3 separate regions of the Mus musculus genome follow, and all the other regions are linked to region 3. Evidence: chromatin contacts called from public HiChIP or PLAC-seq and promoter capture Hi-C data. All regions are on one chromosome and are shown on one strand. The core of a region is the stretch at or near the end of the contact, and the rest is flanking DNA. Distances in the headings are between cores, read along the strand shown. Region 1 has its middle 20 kb from the start of Ccl5. Region 2 holds the start of Ccl3 (chemokine (C-C motif) ligand 3). Region 3 holds the start of Ccl6 (chemokine (C-C motif) ligand 6).

Region 1 (2,700 bases), core at 139-2,638, 42 kb after region 3:
TGCCTCTGCAATCAAGCTCTCCCAATAAACGTGTGCGGAAGGATCCTGTTGCAGCGTCGTTCTTCCTGGCCAGTCAAGCGCGCGCAAGATCACAGCTGGACAACATGCAAACAGTGAAAGGATCGGAGTCAGCACAGGAACACCGAGACCAAGTCCTCAGCACAAAGGAGATTTATTTACCTCAGAGGGACAGAGGGCAGGGAATAAGAGACAAGGACATGAGATAGAGAATAAGGGAGAAGGGGAAAAGAACAAGGGAGAGGAGGGAAGGGGTATTTGCCCCAGAGGGCCAAATGACTGCCTCTGGCTAAAGAGGAGACAGAAGTAGCCCATAGGTAAATGACAGTTCATAAAGGGAAAAGGGGAAACCCTGAGTTAGGACGACTTGGCAGGTGTGGTGGCTTGAATATGTTTGGCCTAGGGAGTGGCAGTATTAGGTGGTGTGGCCTTGTTAGAGTGGGTGTGGTATTGTTGGAGAAAGTGTGCCACGGTGCGGGTAGGCTTGGAGACCCTCCTCCTAGCGACGTGGGAGCCAGTCTTCTGTTTGCCTTCAGAACAAGATGTAGAACTCTCAGCTCCTCCAGCACCATGCCTGCCTGGATGCTGCCATGCTTCATGTCATGATGATAATGGAAACTTAGAACCAGTAAGCCAGCCCTAATTCAATTAAACCCTAATTAAATGTTCTTTATAAGAGTTGCCCTGTCATGGTGTCTCTTTACAGCAGTAAAAACCTAACTAAGAGAGTAGGTTGTTGTTGGTTTTTTTTTTTGTGGGGGGGGGGGGGGGGTTTCGAGACAGGGTCTCTCTGTATAGCCCTGGCTGTCCTGGAACTCACTTTGTAGACCAGGCTGGCCTCGAACTCAGAAATTCGCCTGCCTCTGCCTCCTGAGTGCTGGGATTAAAGGCGTGCGCCACCACGTCCAGCTTTTCTCTGCTTTTCATTATGACTCTCTCTCTCTCTCTCTCTCTCTCTCTCTCTCTCTCTCTCTCTCTCTCTCTCTCTCTCTCTCTCTGTTTTGCTTTCAATACATCCCGACCACAGTTTCCCTTCTCTCCACTCCTTCCTCTCTCCCTAACTCCACCTCCCCTCTCCCCTAACTCCACTCCTCTTCTAGTTCTCTTTAGGAAAGAGCAGACCTCCTGGAATATCCTCTGAACATGGCCTAAAAGACACAGTAAGTCCAGGCATGACCCCTCATGTAAGGGCTGGGTGAGACAGCCCAATAGGAGGAAAGGGTCCCAAGAGTGAGAGATGAGAGTGTCAGAGACACCCCACTCCCATTGCTAGGGGTCCCACAACAACACCGAGCTAACAGCCACGTATCATATATGTAGAGGACCTAGTGCAGAAGAGCCACGCAAGCTCCACGATCGCTGCTTCAGTCTCTGTGAGCCTCCATGAGCTCTGCTTTGTTGAATGGCTTGCCTCTTTAGCCGGGTGTCTTGAGAGCTTGTTGGGGTAACCGGGATCCAGGCTTTGACCTTAAAAATCTCTAGTAATGTGACATCAATTAAAGCTGCCATTGAGGGTAGATATAATTCGTTAAAACCTTAGTAGAAACTATGTGGTATTTCTGGACAGTGGCCCAAAGGAAGGAACCTGGAGCAACAGTCACCACTGGAGAATAGAGGGGAACCACAGAAAAGAGAAGCCAACAGAGGGGAAATCCCAAATTCTTTGTACACACTTAGTCTAAGCTTCTGGCTTGAACCAAACAAACTTCAGTTAGACTGAAAGCATTTGGCAGCGAAAGAAATAGACCAAGATCTGAGCCGCTATCCACGACAGGGTGCAGTTTGAACCCGAGCTTGTGGTCTGGTGAGACAAAGACAGAAACTCATCAGAGCAGTGCGGTAGAATCTCCAGAGTCACCACCATACTCACAGAGTCACCCCCATACTCACTTGTCCAAGATAAGATCCAAAATGACTCAACAGGAAGTGAGACCCAACCTCAAGCAACAGAGATAAGGGCATCACCAGGGAGGAACTATAAAGCTGTAAGAAACAAAAGCCCAGCCAGTGAGATGGCCCAGGGGGTTGAAACGCTTGCCCCCAGGCCTAACAACCTGAGTTCCATCCCTAGAGCTCTCATGATGGAAGGAGAGAAATCAACTTTTGAAAATTATCCTCTGACTTCCACATGCTGTGCTATACAAATAAATAACTGTGAAAAACCACTCTTACTTCTGAAGCCTACCATAGACCTGCTTGAGTGATTTAAAAATATAGACTGGGCTTTAATGCATTGCTCATCCAGGAAAACAAATGCTGAGTAGCCTGCCCCACTGCCAATCACCCCCCCCCCCACGTCAGACTCCAGTATCAATGTTCTTCAGGTGGGTTACACACAGAAGTCACGAAACACAGCACAGGCAAGGATGGAAGCCAGAGAGCTATGTGCTGCCTTCGCACACATCTCCCACAAGGCACTGGTGTACAGCACAAGAGTGCGTATCACACAAACCTCAGTTCAAATCCCAGCCCCATCACTCAGGACATAAAGGCTAGCAACTGCAAACCCCCAGTGTACAAAAGGATTCATCTCACTTGACCCCAGGTCGCACCCTCTAAACCTGACCTGAGCTCTACTAATCGTGGCCAAAAGAGCTAGTGTGCTGAAGACCAGCAGGCCAGCCAAGGCCTACCTTTCTGTGGTGCTAACAGAGACACTGAGAGATGCAGTCTCGTCTGTGC
Region 2 (2,778 bases), core at 211-2,710, 56 kb before region 3:
TAAGAGACCCTGATTCAGTAAGTAACATGGAACATCGACGGCGGATGGTTCCTGACATCAGTCTTGCATCTCTACATGCACATGCATGCACACACACTCACATACATGAAGCACACACACACACACACACACACACACACACACACACACACACACATGCACACATGCACACTCACAAGCACCTTCTTTCAAACATGATGCTACACACTTGTAATCCTAGCACTCCAGAGCCTGAGGCAGAAGGATCATAATTTTGACTACCTAGTGAGACCTTGTCTCAGAAGTTAAAAGCAATTAAAAGTAAAACACTGGATAACTGCTTACTTTTAAACTAGTGATATTGAAAATGCTTTAAACTAAGTGAGTACATGAGTATGTGAGAGGACAGGAAGATAATATCTCACCAAATAAAATTTAAAAATCTCAAAATATAAGAAAATTAACCACTCACAGGCCCATCTCACAAGTTTTAATAATTCTTTAAAGTTTTTATTTTTAGTGATTTTTTAAAAAAAAATTCCAGTATTATTTATTTATAATGCCTGGGTTTGGTGTGAAAAACTGTATATTTCCAGATATTTGTAGAATTCTTCACTTTGTAAAACTTGTACAATGTTTCTTGATATTTTTATCACCAATGTTATGAGTGTACTTATGTCATTTTAATTTTAAGAGCTTCATAAACAAGCAATCCAATGTATATACTATAATTTAATTTATAATTTTTTCATAGTGAAAGGTTTTGTTTCTTTAGTTTCAAGTTATAATGACAATGGACCAGCTGTCTCAATATTTAGAGATGGCTTTACATTTGGGTTGTTTCCCCAAAAATCTTTCCTAGAAAGGCTATTTCTAGCTTAATGGAAAAAATATTTTTAGGCTTCTCACATATTAACGCCCACACTTGAAGTATCTTTATGATCCACAACTAATGTTCAACCCAGTGGCCTAGTCACTTTGCGGCTGATGATTGGACAAATGTCTTAAATGTGACCGCGTCTTCCCCATTGCTCGAGCTGGAGATGCTTTTCCTCAGTCCCTCACTGTGGTGGTAGGAGGGGCTGTTGTGCCACCATCCACAGCTATTCTTCCATGTGGTTAGAGAAGCTGAGAAATAACGAGAGTTTCCGTTCCATGGCAAGGAATGGGTTTGGAGTGTTTATTCACAGAACGGTTCTCATGAGATGGGACCAGCTAAGAATAGCCCTGGGTTGACACTGTCCTACCTCCTCCTGCTCATAAGAGAAACTACTTCCCCACAAGAAGAAAGAATAGGTCACGAGTTGAGAGCTGAGACTTATATCTCAGAGATGCTATTCTTAGATATCCTGGGCCCCTGTGGTCACTGTGGACCCTGGGTTGTGTAATATCCATCATGACACCATTGCTGTGCTTAAAATTTTCCCTCCTCAGCCCCGGATTCCATTTCCTCATCTGCTAGGGCTACCTATAAGAGAAGGGGCATATGGCTTCAGACACCAGAAGGATACAAGCAGCAGCGAGTACCAGTCCCTTTTCTGTTCTGCTGACAAGCTCACCCTCTGTCACCTGCTCAACATCATGAAGGTCTCCACCACTGCCCTTGCTGTTCTTCTCTGTACCATGACACTCTGCAACCAAGTCTTCTCAGCGCCATGTGAGTCTACACTGCTACAGGAGGTGTCCCCAGTCTCTGGTCTAAGGCAGACCATAGCAGTCTTTTCTGTGGTTTCAGAGTCTACAAGAGAAAAGAAGCTGGTCTTTCTCTTTGAGATTTTTATTTTCCTCTCTATGGTGTGGAAGGGTCTAACCTTTTATAGGTACCCAGAACTTGAAATCACAGTAAGGATAGTGTTGTCATGTACTTACTAGCCAGCCCTGGGATTCTTAAGGAGCTCTGCCTCTGGGATGTCTTATGGTGATGCTCTGGTGTCTTCTTTGCTGACTTCTGGTATTAGAGAAAGCTGTGGGAAAGACACAGGGCAACACATAGAGAAAGAGAAAGCCCACAGTGAAAATATAGATAGAACAGAGACAGAAACAATGACATTTCTGGTCCCAAATGCCCAAATGCCTTCAGATCCTTAGCCTTCCAACTCCCACCCCAAGCACCTTCCTCGCCTCTTAAGTTGTTTTAGGTGTCCTACCCTGTTCAATGATGACTTTCTTCCCCTACAGATGGAGCTGACACCCCGACTGCCTGCTGCTTCTCCTACAGCCGGAAGATTCCACGCCAATTCATCGTTGACTATTTTGAAACCAGCAGCCTTTGCTCCCAGCCAGGTGTCATGTAAGTTCTGTTCTCGTGCTTTTCCTGATAAAGTGGGGTGAGGAACAGTGTAAGAGAGGGTTTTTCAGTCGTGGGGTGGGGGCGGGGGTGCAGTCACAAAAAGGGAAGCACAGGATCATCTAAAGGGTGCCAGTGAGAGGACGGGAGCGATGGAGAAACCACAGAGGAAGTCAGACTCTCCCATTGGATATTTAAGTTTTTTGACCCTTACCTCTCTCTGTGTAGTTTCCTGACTAAGAGAAACCGGCAGATCTGCGCTGACTCCAAAGAGACCTGGGTCCAAGAATACATCACTGACCTGGAACTGAATGCCTGAGAGTCTTGGAGGCAGCGAGGAACCCCCCAAACCTCCATGGGTCCCGTGTAGAGCAGGGGCTTGAGCCCCGGAACATTCCTGCCACCTGCATAGCTCCATCTCCTATAAGCTGTTTGCTGCCAAGTAGCCACATCGAGGGACTCTTCACTTGAAATTTTATTTAATTTAATCCTATTGGTTTAATACTATTTAA
Region 3 (2,700 bases), core at 157-2,656:
TAAGAGGCCGTCAAGGGAATTCACCAACACTGCTTCGGAGCCGGACCATTTGCAGTCACCAGAAAAGACGTCAATAGCAGTAGTAAGTTGGGCATGAACTGGGCACTGCTCCATGCTGCTACATGTGCCAGTCTGGGAAGTTCTTTCCAGAGCCCTAAGTACAGATGAAGCAGGGTGCTTGACTGTATAAAAAAAATTTCAGGACAGACAATATGAAGCAGCATGGGAGGGTTTAAAAATATTTATTTGCTATCATTAATTATGTATATGTGTGTGTGCATGTGTGTGGTGTGTGTGTGCATGTGTGGTGTGCATGTGTGGTGTGTGTGTGTGTGTGTGTGGTGGTGGTGGTTGTGCACCAGCACACATGTGCATGTGCAAGTGCCCACAGGGGCCAGAAACATCAGTCAGATCCTTCTGCAGCTGGAGTTCCTGGCAGTTGCAAGCTGCCCACTGTGGTTGCTGAAAATCAAACTGGGGTCCTCTGTAGCAGCAGATTGTGCTCTGAACAATTAAGCTGCCTCTCCAACCCTAGTGATGGAGTTTACTAGAAAGAGATTTTAAAAAACAAAACAAAACATAAACTTATATATGAGTGTGAATAGAGACACTTGGGAAATGGACATTACACACTCAGGTGTGGGCATGGACTTCCCAAGAGAGTCACAGCTAAGTTACAATTGAGGTACAACAGCCAACAGGTATAACTTTGGTAGCCTCTGAAGTTATAGCCCAAAGGGCTGCTAAGAACTTTCTCTTTTTTTGGTAGATGAGATCAGAGAGTGGTTCTTGAGGTTCGTTAAGGATGATTGCAGCTCATATGCTATCGCCCTTGGTCATGAGGATCCCACAAGGAAGTTGAGGTAGCTTTCACTATAACGAAATGTTTAGTCTTATTTGTAAGATTCTCAGAAAATTGCATGTTCACATCTGTGAAAGGAATTACGCCATACCTAAATATCAAATATTATTGAACATAGTCCATTGCTTTTTAATAAGTATATAAGCGGCATAATCCATTGTTATATTAATATTCTTTTTAAGATATCTCTGTACATAAGGAATGTTTTCTCTATAGGCAACTTTTCTTTGTTAATTATGCTGAAATTCTTGACTCTCAGCTTATAACATGTTCTGGATGGAGTTTGCAAAAACAGAAAATATTGCAAATGACCATGTCTTTTCATACCCTCTTTCAGGATAGCTCCTATCCTAATTCCACCACTTACTAGCTATGTAGTCCAACACACCAAGAAGACCTCTAAGGCTCCTTTCTCTCTAACATCCCCTCGTTGCCCCTGTTTTTCTAGCCCACCATGACCTTTGCCCTCGCTTCCTGTTGCATTCTTGGCCCTCCACTTCCTGTTGCATTTTCAATCTTGTTCCCTCTTTTAGAACTAGCCTGTTGTGTATTATGTAGCCAGGGACAGCATTCTGAACTCTACCCTGGCACTTCCTGAACCTCCTAGCTTATAAATACCAGGGCAGGCCAGAGAATCAGGGAGGAGTGAGCAAAAATTCTCAGACCAGCTGGGCCTGTCCTCCAGGAGGATGAGAAACTCCAAGACTGCCATTTCATTCTTTATCCTTGTGGCTGTCCTTGGGTCCCAGGCTGGCCTCATACAAGGTGAGTTCACTTGAGCCCTCTCAACCCAGGGGGCAAGTCTGTGAGACCTGCAGAACTGGAGGGGAGCTAGAGAAGGAGAGCACTGCCCTCCTGGAAATATTCCATCCTTGACATGGTGATGGAATTCCCTAAGAAGCAGCATCAAGTTATAGATCTGCCTCTGTAGCCTTTAGGCTCTGAAAGAAATGCAACACAGAGGCTGGCTCCCACTTGGGGAAATAATTATGCTTGACGAGTTTATTTAGCTGACACAGGACCAAGCATTAACTCATAAGAATAGGAGTAAAATTATAAGTGGGAGGGTAGCAGTCTTGCAGGAGGCATGATGGTTGAAGTGTCTGACACCACCTCTACAAAGCCATCATTTTGAAGAAGTGGGACAGGCAGGTAATCAATTCAACCCAAGACCATTTAACCACGCTGTTCTTTTATTTGACAAGTGCATTAGCTAGTGCTTCTTATGTGCTGGACAGACAGCTACTGTAGGGTAGATGTCATACTAAACAATGGGAAGTTGCATATTTTTTTTTGTACTGGAAAACAGTAAGCCATCAATGATTTTGTATATTTTCCCTCACTATCATGGTTGCTGTCATTTTATAAATAAGAAAACTATATCAGAAGTTTAAGATTAAGGCTAGTGAGTGGTGGGATTAGGGTAGGGACCAGCCTGGGATGGAGTATAGAAAGATATAGTCATTTGGGATCTTTTCTGGGTTTTGCAAGGTCTACCTAGACCCATGAAGTATGCTACAATGTATCTACATGCCTCCTTAGAGTACGCCATACTAATTACACCATTTCTGGGTGTCCTGGGACCCTAGACCCATGTGGATATCAAAATCCACAGATTTCATATCTATAACCCACACACATCTTCATCTGTGTGTTTAAAAAAAATCTCTAGATATTTTTAAGACTTAAAACCACTTAAATGTCAGTAAACAGTCACTATATTGTTATCCAGGGAATCATGGCAAAAAGTCTCTAGTGTTCCAGTTATATTTCAGGAAATGTTTTCTTGGTTGACTCTGTGGATGTGGAAGCTCCAAAGACGTAGACCAACTCTATAA

The links. Promoter capture Hi-C pulls out the DNA fragments that hold promoters and counts their contacts. HiChIP or PLAC-seq counts read pairs in DNA pulled down with a chosen protein or histone mark.
Region 1: a contact with region 3 is called in an H3K27ac HiChIP or PLAC-seq map of the HPC-7 cell line, with 3 times the contacts expected there. The contact joins the enhancer-like site here to the promoter of Ccl6 in region 3. A contact is called at or near these places in 7 of 39 promoter capture datasets (the 3T3-L1 cell line, the C10 cell line, liver and 2 more), 8 of 484 Hi-C or Micro-C datasets (bone marrow-derived macrophages, embryonic stem cells, liver and 1 more), 5 of 115 datasets of contacts at active chromatin or transcription factors (CD8 T cells, the HPC-7 cell line, double positive thymocytes and 2 more) and 3 of 9 other capture datasets (adipose tissue, liver and pancreatic islet).
Region 2: a contact with region 3 is called in a promoter capture Hi-C map of macrophages, with 7 read pairs. The contact joins the promoter of Ccl3 here to the promoter of Ccl6 in region 3. A contact is called at or near these places in 18 of 39 promoter capture datasets (the 3T3-L1 cell line, the C10 cell line, the HPC-7 cell line and 13 more), 12 of 484 Hi-C or Micro-C datasets (the 3T3-L1 cell line, the BV-2 cell line, LSK cells and 9 more), 3 of 115 datasets of contacts at active chromatin or transcription factors (the HPC-7 cell line, epiblast stem cells and microglia) and 5 of 9 other capture datasets (adipose tissue, bone marrow-derived macrophages, liver and 2 more).

What each region holds. Positions count from the first base shown.
Region 1 is chr11:83,549,514-83,552,213 of GRCm38.p6, reverse strand. No RefSeq gene overlaps it. Among named protein-coding and RNA genes, the nearest start is that of Ccl5, 20 kb to the right of the region's middle. Within about 2 kb of position 1,388, at least 95 of the 459 cell types and tissues checked have an H3K27ac peak or open chromatin away from gene starts, as enhancers often do. A contact at or near this core is called in CD8 T cells, the HPC-7 cell line, bone marrow-derived macrophages and 1 more, where this site is marked.
Region 2 is chr11:83,648,060-83,650,837 of GRCm38.p6, reverse strand. It overlaps Ccl3 (chemokine (C-C motif) ligand 3), which reads left to right and starts at 1,460. Exons shown (of 3, transcript NM_011337.2): 1 at 1,460-1,636; 2 at 2,158-2,269; 3 at 2,495-2,778. The coding sequence starts at 1,561. The coding sequence ends at 2,585. It also overlaps a transcript of Ccl4 not described here.
Region 3 is chr11:83,591,793-83,594,492 of GRCm38.p6, reverse strand. Ccl6 (chemokine (C-C motif) ligand 6) reads left to right here and starts at 1,406. Exons shown (of 4, transcript NM_009139.3): 1 at 1,406-1,627. The coding sequence starts at 1,552. The region is part of intron 1 of E230016K23Rik (RIKEN cDNA E230016K23 gene); the gene reads right to left.